3 separate regions of the Sus scrofa genome follow, and all the other regions are linked to region 1. Evidence: chromatin contacts called from public HiChIP or PLAC-seq data. All regions are on one chromosome and are shown on one strand. Each heading gives the region's core, a stretch centred on a gene start, on an enhancer-like site or on the middle of the called end of the contact. The rest is flanking DNA. Distances are from core to core; before and after follow the strand shown.

Region 1 (3,688 bases), core at 883-3,382:
TCTGTGTATATGTATCCATAAATATGCATATACCAGACTAGGATGTTTACATAATGAAATGTTGATAGTGATTATTTTTTCTGTCTTAGAGTAACTTGCCATTTCAGCTTTGTTCTGGGAGGTTTTTATGTATTTTAGTATTTTTTCAATGTACTATTTTTAATGTAGGACAAAAATAAACATTTTTTTACACTTTTACATTTAACATAATTTTCAAAAAATACTATCATGAGGAAAAAATGGGATTGCCAAGAATCAGTTATTCAGTATCTGTTCTGCAAAGAAGTTCATTGTGTCCTTTTTTTAGATTCCACATGTAAGTGATAGCATATGATGTTGGTGTCTCACTGTCTGACTAACTTCACTTAGCATGGTAATTTCTAGGTCCATCCATGTTGCTGCAAATGACATTATTTCTTCCCTTTTAATGGCTGAGTAATATTCTATTGTGTATATGTACCACATCTTCTTGACCCACTCCTCTGTCAATGGACATTTAGGTTGTTTCCATGTCTTGGCTATTGTATAGAGTGCTGCAATGAGCATTGGAGTACATGTATCTTTTCCAGTCATGGTTTTCCCCAGATAGATGCCCAGGAGTGGGATTGCTGGATCAAATGGGAATTCCATTTTTAGTTTTCTGAGGAATCTCCATACTGTTTTCCACAGCGGTTGCACCAGTTTACATTCCAACCAACAGTGTAATAGGGTTCCCTTTTCTCCATACCTTCTCCAGGATTTATTGTTTGCAGACTTTCTGATGATGGCCATTTTGGCTGGTGTAAGGTGGTACCTCATAGTGGTTTTGATTTGCATTTCTCTAATGAGTGATGTTGAACATCTTTTCATGTGTTTTTTGGCCATCTGCATGTCTTCTTTGGAGAATTGTCTGTTTAGATCTTCTGCCCATTTTTCGATGGGGCTGTTTGTTTTTTTGGTATTGAGCAGTAGGAGGTGTTTATAAATTTTGAAGATTAATCTTTTGTCAGTCACTTCATTTGCATATCTGTACCACAAATTCTTTATCCACTCCTCTGTTGATGGACATTTAGGTTGCTTCCATGTCTTGGCTATTGTAAATAGTGCTGCAATGAACATTGGAATATATGTATCTTTTCAAGTCAATGGTTTTCTCTAGATAGATGAAAAAAATTTTTAAAGAATGTGTATATCTGTATAACTGTGTCATTTTTCTGTATAGCAGAAATTGATGGAACATTGTAAATCAACTATAATAAAATTTTAAAATAAAAATTAAAAGAGAAAAAAAAATAAAATGGCAGAGTCCTTTCACAGGATTAAGGCCAAAAGAGTAATGACTGAAAACAAAAAACAAAACCCCAAATTTTTAAAGAACCAGAAAAATAAAAAAAAGAATGTTCCAGTCCTGGTTCGTTTGTCAGATAAGGGTTGGGGTCTGAGAAGGAGCACCTTGAACAGGTAGAGAGCAGAGCCAAACCTGGGAGGGGGGAGCAGTTGGAGGGGGTACTTTTCTTAGAACAATGTCTCTGCCATGTGAGGGCATCGCAGGGCAGAGAGGGAGCCAGAGTTGGTATTCTTGCTGAAAAGGCAGAGGAAAAGGTGTTGCAGACCAGCTGTGCCTGAGGTGGCCCGAGAACCTTTGCGAGGCATTCCCCTCCTCCCCGGACCTCACGCAAGGTGCCCAGATGTTCTGATGGAGGCGGAACAGGCCTTCCTCACTTGACATTTCCCGCACATTTTCTTCCTGTGGTCTCCCCAGGCCCTGTTCTCCTCCTGCCTCCCCTCCTCGGCTATCTCCCCATCTCATTTTCTCCTCTTACAAGGCCAAGGCATTTCTGTTTGCACAACGACTCTCCTGTTATCTCTTGTAGGATTGTTTCTCCTGAGGAACGTCTCTGGACCTAACTGGTTTGGACCGTGGCTTCTACCCTTTTCCCCTGTTTCCTTGGGGGCACAGAGAGAGCCCGAAAGCCTCACTTCCTGAAGGGAGCGGTGTTCCCCTTAGGCAGGTGAATTTGCTTATGAAACGGGGAGTCCCTAATCCTTGATGGCCGTTCTTCTCTTCTGCGAGAGGGGCAAGAGTGGGTCTGTTGCCAACAGTTACATAAAGGCTGAGAAGCAGTCTTTGAACAGACCCAGTGCTGCCACTTACTGGTCAGGTATCTGTGAGCACTTTGCCTTCTGTGTGTTCTTTCATCCTCTCGATAATCCTGGGAGGCAGGTTTCATGAAGCTAAGGTTTTCGGTATAAGTATGTCTCCAATATGGCACAAGACACACTGATGCTGAACTATTTTCTCATTATCTGCAATTCAAACGTGAGTGTGTATCCTGTATTTTCATGTGCTACTTCTGTAACCCCTTCATTAAGCCCCCGCTGCACACGAGGTTCTGTGCCTTGCTCAGGGTACGGCGTAAGTGTCAGCCTCTTCCTCTCATCCTTCTCCATCGCCACCATTCGAGCCGTCCAACGAGCAAAAGAAAGAAAATACTCAGAATGAACCCTCTGGCCTTCTGCCCACTGACCCCTTTGTCAGTCACTTTCACCTATTGTCAGCAGCAACCTGGCGGCACTGAAATTCAGGAGAGGGCACAGCGAGCATCTGATACTTTGGCTGAATCCCGACCAGAATTTTGACCTTTCTGAAAGAGACGTGGCAAAGCAGAAGCCCAGAGGCCTTGGCATCCGCAGCGGCGAATAACCGCCCTGGCTTTGGCACCGGCTTGATCTCTGAGCCAGGCCACCTCTGTTCATTCTTTTATGAGTTTTTGTTTCTCTGTTGAAAAGCTGAGGATGGGACGGCGGAAGTTTGTTCTTCACAGGACCAGGTCACGCAGCGCGGCCCAGCATCTGATACCAGAGAGACCTGGGTTTGAATCTCTCCCACTTACCAGCTCTGTGACTGGGGGCAAGTTACCTAATCTCTCTGTGCCTTGGCTTCCTCACCTGTTAAAGTGGAGATAAGGTTGCTGCAAAATAGAATGAAAGCTGTGTGGTTTTGAGGCAAGGCTTACTAATTAATACTTTCATTCTAACGAATTCTGAGCTGACAGCCTAGTCAAATCCTCCTCTCAACAGCTCTGGTCGGGGCTGGGAATGAATGCCTGGCTCTGTTCAAGGAGCAGGAGACACGAGGGAGCAGGAAATCCAGTGTAGTCCCAGAAGGACCAGTGATCCCGTGGGAGGAGATTGTGATGGGCAAGGCAGCAAAATCAAGGGCATGGTGATTGAGCGCAAATTCAGGCAGAATGCTAGCGGGGGAGGAATAGTAACAACCGCATCTCAGCCTTCTATACCCGGTGCAGTTTACCCAGGGCATTGCCAGGCAAAGAAAAGGGCCATCAGAATGAGGAGGGAAGCTTCTTGGAGGAGGAGGTTCTTGGATCAGTAATGGGTTTGGATTGGAAGATGGCACCATTTTTTTCTTTTTATGGCCTCACCTGCAGTCTGTGGAAGTTCCTGGGCTGGGGGTCGAGTTGGAGCCACATTTGTGACCCACACCGCAGCTTGCAGCAACACTGGATCCTTAACCCTCTGAGCGAGGCCAGGGATCGAGCCTGCATCCTCACAGACACTATGTCGGGTTCTTAACCCACGGAGCCACAACGGGAACTTTGATGATGGCACCTCTGATAGGATAAATCCAAAATGCAGAAGTGGAGCAGCTGGTGACACCCAGTGGGGCAGCAGAGGAATTGAAGTGGGC
Region 2 (3,880 bases), core at 114-2,613, 130 kb before region 1:
AGTTGGCTTATCGAAGGAATACGTCCCATTCCACCACTCCTGTTATCACCAAACAAAAAGAAATAAAGGAGTTCCCTGGTGACCCAGCAGTTAAGTTAAAGGATTTGGTGTTGTCACTGCAGCAGCTTAGGTTGCTGCTGTGTTGTGGTTTCGGTCCCTGCCCCAGGAGCTTCTGCATACCATGGGCATGGCCAAATAACAAAAAAAAAAAAAAAAAGAAAAAAAATACAGATCGTAATTTAAGTTGGTACACTCTTAATATTTCTTCCCTTCAAAAGCAAAATTATTTACAGGTGTGGCAAGATTTAAAAAAAATCAAAGAATTCTGTTGTTGGAAAAATGAAACTTTAGGCTGGAACAGGGGATCATGTAGTTCAGCCCAGTTAACAGATGAGCAGCGTGAGGCTCAAGAGACTGAACTTTACCACCAGGAGTGAGAGGGCTCAGCAGGATCCTTCTTAACACACTTCATACTTTCCCAGAGTTCATCAAACAAAAGAGGTTAATATAAAATGAACATACAGTCACCAGAACCCACCAGGCTCCCAAGGGAGAACTTGCCTTAGACCTAGTAAACTGGATTTAGAGAACCGAGAGCTCCCTGAGGTTAAAGCTTGAATCTCTGCTCCTAGGAAACTTCCCGGGGGAGTTTCGTCTACCGGCCAGGCCCCGCCCAACTTCACTTCAGGTCAGTAAACACCAAGGGTGACACTGTGCTGGGTGCTAGGATCAAGGCTGAGGGAACCAGCAAAGTGACATTTTAAAAACTGGGCTGCAGAGAAGAATTGAAACTCTTGGATCAAGGCCCCAGGCAATTCAAAGAAGCTCTGCTTCCAAGGCATTTGTTGAAAAATTTTGTCCCCATGGAGCCTCTTAGGAGACTGTCAAACCACATACAGACTTTTAATTTCCTGAACATAGTTTTACTCCAAGTTAAAAAAAAAAGGACCCCAAATCTTTTCCTGCCTGGCTGATGCATCCCTCACACATCATGCACGGAGAGCTGTCATCTGCCTGCGGGGAGGCGGCAAAGAAGGGCTGAGGCTGGTAGATTAAGATCAGTGCTGGTGATCCAGTTGGATGTCAGGAGCTGAGCAAGGCCCAGGGAGAGAGGCAAGAAGTCAGAACATCAGCAGAGGCCACCTCCACGGGTGGGGACCACACTCCCTGTCAGGTTCTGCTCTCACACCAACCAGCACATGACAGTCAAGAGAGGAGTGAAAAATGGCACAAAGGGACTGGCTAAACCTTTCATTTATCTCCCGGACCAACAACAAGATTCAGAAGGCCCAGCCAATGGTCTGTTAATACCCTGAGCCTCACATGACCAGCACAAAGCGGGATGAAAGAAAACAAAAGTCTTGAGTCGGTTCCGGGAAGGGCAGTCCGGTGTGCACCATGACTCATCAGGGGGTGGGAGGTGGGTCCGGGCGCTGGGAGGAGGGCGGGCAGAGCTTTGCCTGAAATCCATCCAAAACCCTGATGCCATGTGACTGCCATCTCCCGATGGCCTCAGTTTCAATCCTGTCTAAAAATGCACCAATCACAAGGATAAGAAAATTGGATACGCAGTTGAGGGGAAACAAAAAAGCCCTTTGGTCTGACTGAGATGATCCTTGACTAAGGATGAGAAAGATACAGCTGCAAAGATCAGTCACTTGGCAGCAGAATGACACGTCAGCTACCCTCAGTTTAATCTTGTGACAAGAGAAAGTCCTTTTCACTGCCAGGTGGCCTTGGGGTCAGGAGAGCGAACCTTGGAATAGGAGACCCAGATGCTCCAGCTGGGTGACCTTAACAGTGTCATTCACTGAGCAAGTACTTTCTGCGTGCCCAGTCTGTCCTCATCGTGGTAGGTGACACGGATAAAGACACACGATCCCTAGACTCAACGGAGTTTACCGTCTAGTCTATCATCTAAGTTATTTAACCTCCTAGAACCCAAATGTCTTCATTTATAAATTGGAAATTTTTTCAAAAAAAGACTACCTGCTTCACAGGGTTATTATGAGAATTAAATGAAATAGATATGTAAAAACCCACTGCAAGTACCAAATACAAGGCTTATTATCATAAGGTATTATGTCTTCTCCTTCCACGCACCAATCTTTTAGTAAAGTTTAAAGTTGCTATCAAGGGTTAACTTTTCTGTGACTTTTTTCTTCTGTCAAGGGCCAGAGAGGCAATCTTTTAGCCTTTGTGAGCCAGAGAGGCTCTGCTGCAGCTGCTTTGACTCAGCAGCTATAGTGCAAAATCAGCCTTGGACAATATGTAAATGAATAGGTGTGGCTGTGTCCCAATAAAACTTTATTTACAATAACAGGCAGGGGGCCAGATTTGGCCACTGGGTCAAAGTTTGTCAACTTCTGATACAGCATATACAGAGTTGAGGGGTGAGGGCTTCAGAGCCAAATGGCCTCAGTTTCCCCATCTGTAAAATATACTTAATAGTACCTACTGGACAGAGTGCTGTGAAGATTAAATGTGTTCATAAAGCACCTATAACAAGTGCCTGACACCAAGAATATACTCAATAATTATTCATTTTTATTATAGTACAGAGAGTATTACTAGGTAAAATTACTACCAGAGAAGGCACAGTGAATCCGTAGATGGCTTAAAGACCTTTAGAATCCCTGTATTTCAATTTTATGTGTTGTCAACCAAAAGCTTAGATGCTTTCAAATTTTCATATTCCTTTCTGTCATTTTTATTATGTTTCTGATACAGTTAAGAGCCCCCCTCTTGATGAAAGTTAATGCTGATACATTCTATGACTTAACATATTTGCATCTGCCGTGAAGTCTTATTTCCCTAACAAGAATGTGTGTTTATCACATGCCAGTGACTGTGTTAAGCACTTCACATGTGTGATCTCGTTTAATCTTCAGCAGCAACTCAATGAAGTGGGTTCTCCATTAAACAAAAGAGGATGATTCCGCAGCTCAGAACAGCTAAGCAGCTCCCCTAGAGGCACACCAGCAGCAGCGAGTGCTAGAGCCAGGACTTGGGCCCAGATGTGTCGAATAGAGAACGTGTGTTTTGATAGCTTAAGGACTTTAGTTTATCAAGGCTGATCAAATTTGCATCTAGGACCAAACTCTAAAAATACAAGCAATATCATGTATTGTTGCGTTCTGGGAAACAGTCTGGAAATCTTCTATCGGTGTTACATTGTGACAGGTAATCAGCTTTTCACATTAAGGGAGACATAATACCCAGAAAGGGTTAATAACACGTTGAGGATGAGACAGTTGCTTTGTGTAAATCATTTAGATCTACTTTCCACATCAGCAGTGACTCTCCAGACCCAGAACCAGTACTGTATGGCACTAGGGCCAAGGAGGACAGAATGTATTAGCCTTATTTCTGTGTCAGGAGAGCCATGTGCCTGGGGGAGTGGGGCTGTATCTGGCCATTTATTTATCAAGATGACTTAGCCACTTGGATTCTCTGCCCCCCAGCCACAAGAGAAAAAGCAGGGGAAAATGTCTTGTTTGAAAGAGGCTGTTTGTTTTCCGCTGGGCAAATTTTAGCCCAGGTGCCAGTAATTTGCGGCTGGGTTTGAGGAGAAGGCAGGGGAGGGAAAGCAGCGGGCGCTCGGCTCCTCCTGAATCCCAGGCGGTCATTACCGCGGGGGCCGCCTGGGAATCGGGCCTGGTCTGTAGTGACTGGTTGTGCCGTAACAGGAACGGTACGGGGCTCTCGGAGGAGGGGACAGTGGTCACCGCTCGCCGAAACCACATCCTGCTCTGCAGCTCTGGCTCATGCGAGTCTGAGACTCACTGAGCAGAAGAAAAATCGAGTTGCAAGCAATATCCTGCAGCCAGTCTCGAGGCGGACACACACACACACACACACACACACACACACACAGACA
Region 3 (3,550 bases), core at 740-3,239, 190 kb before region 1:
CATCTGTAGACTTCTTAATGATGGCCGTTCTGACCAGTGTGAGGTGGTACCTCCTTGTTACTTTCATACTCTTGGTGGGTTCATCTCTCTGGTCTCCTGTTGTAAACATGTCTTGAAAGCACCTTGTCCTGTGTGTCTCATTGTGATATTTTGGGCTCACATTACATTTTCCTTCTTTCCTCCAAGCTGACCACACAGCTGAGCAGCAGAGAATGAATCGTCTCTTTCACCCTCTCAGTCCCAGGAGAATGTGGCTTTGGCCATGAGCTGTAGCAGGTGTCCACTGGGGCCAGGCTTTTAATAACATCCATTTGTTATCTAGGGAACAGTCATAGCAGAATTTCACTTACCATCAATAGGCAGTCTTTCCTGAGGTTTCCATGGGAACTTGGGATTTTAGAGCAACTTCTGGGAACAACATTGGAAGGAAATTGAGGGGCAACATGTTAATACAGTCACACTGTTTCTAGAATCAGGGTGATGAATGAGTCTCTCTCTTTTTTTTTTTTTTTTTTTTTTTGTCTTTTGTCTTTTGTCTTTTGAGGGCCGCACCTGTGGCATATGGAGGTTCCCAGGCTAGGGGTTGAATCGGAGACGTAGCCACCAGCCTACACCACAGCTATAGCAACGTGGGATCCGAGCCATGTCAGCGACCTACACCACAGCTCACGGCAACGCCGGATCCTTAACCCACTGAGCAAGGCCAGGGATCGAACTTGCAACCTCATGGTTCCTAGTTCGTTAAGCACTGAGCCGCAACAGGAGCTCCCTGGAAGAGTCACTTTCCACTCAAGACCCACAAGGTACAGAACTGTGTGTTACCTCCTGAGGGCCAGGTGTGGAGGAAACCTAGTCCCTAGGTTTACTGGTCAGAATACAGGAAAAATCAGATTTGAGTCCCAGTTACTTCATTAGTTGCTTGCTATGTGACCTTGGGAAGTCACAACCTCTGTGAGCCTTTGTTGCTTCATTTGAGGTTATTTTGAGGCTCAGATAAGATCATGTGTGTGTGTGAGAGAAGGAGGGAGGGAGAATTTTTCATACTCTGAAAGGTAACGTGTTTTGCATAGCTCACATTTACTCTGTGCCTAATGTGTATTAACCCATTTAATCCATAAAACAACAGAAGCTGGAAACTATTATTCTGCTCATGTTATACTTGGGGAAACCAAGGCATGGTGAATTAGTTACGTATCCAAAGCCACATAATAGTGAGTGGCAGGGGCAGGATTTGAATCCAGATAATCTAGGACCAGGCTCCCATCCACCTTACTCAATTCCCAGTGCACACTCCCTCACCTCAATTCTGTAAGCAAATTCTGGTCACTAGAGAGATGTTTTCTATTGTGAGGCAGGAATGGGGCATCCAGTTTCCCCATGGCTTGGGTGAAGTATCTTTCAAAGCTATATACTCAGTCTTATAGTTGCTGCAAAGAACTGCAGTTAATTTCAAAGTTTTTGAGCTTAAAAAGAGTTGGAGAGGAGTCCATTGTGGCTCAATAGTTTAAGGACCTGATGTCTCTCTGGGGATGCAGGTTCCATCCTTGGCCTTGCTCACTGGGTTAAGGATATGGCATTGATGCAAACTGCAGCGTAGGTTGCAGATGTGCGTATGATCCAGTGTTGCTGTGGCTGTGGCCTCAGCTGCAACTTCCATTCAGCCCTTGGCCCAGGAACTTCCATATGCTGCAAGTGCATCCATAAAAAGAAAGAAGAAAAAAAAAAGAGTTTTTGTTGTTGTTGTTGTTGTTGTTTTTTAAAGCAGAAGTTCAGACTCCTTCCTAAGAGATGCTGATTCGGTAAGCACACCAGTCAGACTTTGGGTGCAGATAACAGAAGTTACTCTCGCTACTTGAAGCTGAAAAGGATTTGATTGAAAGTCATAGAGAAGGGAAGCAAACATTTGGAGATGGGGTCATTGGGTGTAGCAGCCAGAGATGCTTCACTTCTATCCTGTGGTGCCTGGATCCCTGAATTCTGGCAGCACTGCTGTGACTTACTACATCCTTTAGGACAGGACCTCAGTGCTACCAGGTGGTGTCTCCCAGCTGGTACTATGCCTCAGCCTTCAATAGGCCATTTATTCTACCATCCTGAAGACCAGCTGCTTCTGGGTTACGGGGAGCATAATAAAACCAGAGGATCTTGGGGGCACTTAACCTCTTTTGCTGTACATGATTCATGATCAGAAGTAGTGTTGGCTTTGAGTAAGTCAGTTTAACTCACTGTATTTATTTACACGAATCTCCAATGCCAAATTCCAGAGGCTGTGACATTCCATTTCACAGTATATTGTGATCGGAGAGTGATTATATTTCCAGATAAACACTTTAGTTAAGAGGCATCCTGCTTGTTCCTGATGCTATTGAATGTCAAGAGAACTTATGTGTCACAGGGATTTTATTTTTAAAACTTGAAACCCAAGATGCGCATCTTAAATATCTAGGGCACTAGGCATTTTCAAGTAAACAAAATTACAAAGAAGTATAGCTGAACTTGATTATATAATTTCCTCAATACAGGAAATAATTACTTTGGTTCATTCTGAACAATATCAATCCTTACAGGAATTAAACCAGGATAAAGCATATACTTGGACTCTTTATCAAGTATTGAGGGAAAAGCCAGGAATTGTTTTATATGATTACCTTAGGGTAAAACAAGAAAAATATTTAGCGTGTCCTTTTAAAAAATGTCACTTTAGGAGTTCCCATTGTGGCACGGAAGAAACAGGAACCATGAGGTTGTGGGTTCAATCCCTGGCCTCAATCACTGGTCTGAGCATCTGGCGTTGCCGTGAGCTGTGGTGTAGGTTGCAGACACAGCTCAGATCCTGCATGGCTGTGGCTGTGGCATAGGCCGGCAGCTGTAGCCCTGATTCACCCCTTAGCCTGGGAACCTCCATATGCCGAGGGTGGCCCTGAAAAGCAAATAAATAAATCCATGATGTCACTTTAAAGCGATTGTTGGAGTTCCTGTTGTGGCGCAGTGGTTAACGAATCCGACTAGGAACCATGAGGTTGCAGGTTCGGTCCCTGCCCTTGCTCAGTGGGTTAACGATCCGGCGTTGCCATGAGCTGTGGTGTAGGTGCAGACGCGGCTCGGATCCCACGTTGCTGTGGCTCTGGCGTAGGCCGGTGGCTACAGCTCCAATTCGACCCCTAGCCTGGGAACCTCCATATGCCGCGGGAGCGGCCCAAGAAATAGCAACAACAAAGACAAAAAGATCAACGAAAAAAAAAAAAAAAAAAAGCGATTGTTTTGTTTCCTGTCCTCTTTGCTTTGTCACTTAATGACATCTCCATCTATTAAACATTCAGGCATCTTGGAAACTCAAAACAAAAACAAAAATCCGGAGTTCTCTTATGGTGCAATGGTTAAGGATTTTGGCATTGTCACTGCAGTGGCTTGGTCACTGCTGTGGCATGGGTTTGATTCCTGACTCAGGAACTTCCTTATGCCCTGAGCATGGCCAGAAAAAAATTTAAGTTTGTTTCATACTCTGTGGAGGGCAGTCCAGATATTTATCTGTAAAAATGACCTACGGTCA

The links. HiChIP or PLAC-seq counts read pairs in DNA pulled down with a chosen protein or histone mark.
Region 2: an H3K27ac HiChIP or PLAC-seq map of skeletal muscle shows a contact between it and region 1. The contact joins two enhancer-like sites. A contact is called at or near these places in 2 of 47 Hi-C or Micro-C datasets (both in skeletal muscle) and 1 of 2 datasets of contacts at active chromatin or transcription factors (skeletal muscle).
Region 3: an H3K27ac HiChIP or PLAC-seq map of skeletal muscle shows a contact between it and region 1. The contact joins two enhancer-like sites. A contact is called at or near these places in 2 of 47 Hi-C or Micro-C datasets (embryonic fibroblasts and epiblast stem cells) and 2 of 2 datasets of contacts at active chromatin or transcription factors (alveolar macrophages and skeletal muscle).

Annotation. Positions count from the first base shown.
Region 1 is chr4:15,778,880-15,782,567 of Sscrofa11.1, reverse strand. No RefSeq gene overlaps it. Among named protein-coding and RNA genes, the nearest start is that of KLHL38, 12 kb to the left of the region's middle. Within about 2 kb of position 2,132, at least 4 of the 83 cell types and tissues checked have an H3K27ac peak or open chromatin away from gene starts, as enhancers often do. A contact at or near this core is called in skeletal muscle, where this site is marked.
Region 2 is chr4:15,911,219-15,915,098 of Sscrofa11.1, reverse strand. The region is part of intron 4 of FBXO32 (F-box protein 32); the gene reads right to left. Among named protein-coding and RNA genes, the nearest start is that of FBXO32, 17 kb to the right of the region's middle. Within about 2 kb of position 1,363, at least 22 of the 83 cell types and tissues checked have an H3K27ac peak or open chromatin away from gene starts, as enhancers often do. A contact at or near this core is called in skeletal muscle, where this site is marked.
Region 3 is chr4:15,969,265-15,972,814 of Sscrofa11.1, reverse strand. No RefSeq gene overlaps it. Among named protein-coding and RNA genes, the nearest start is that of WDYHV1, 28 kb to the left of the region's middle. Within about 2 kb of position 1,989, at least 1 of the 83 cell types and tissues checked has an H3K27ac peak or open chromatin away from gene starts, as enhancers often do. A contact at or near this core is called in skeletal muscle, where this site is marked.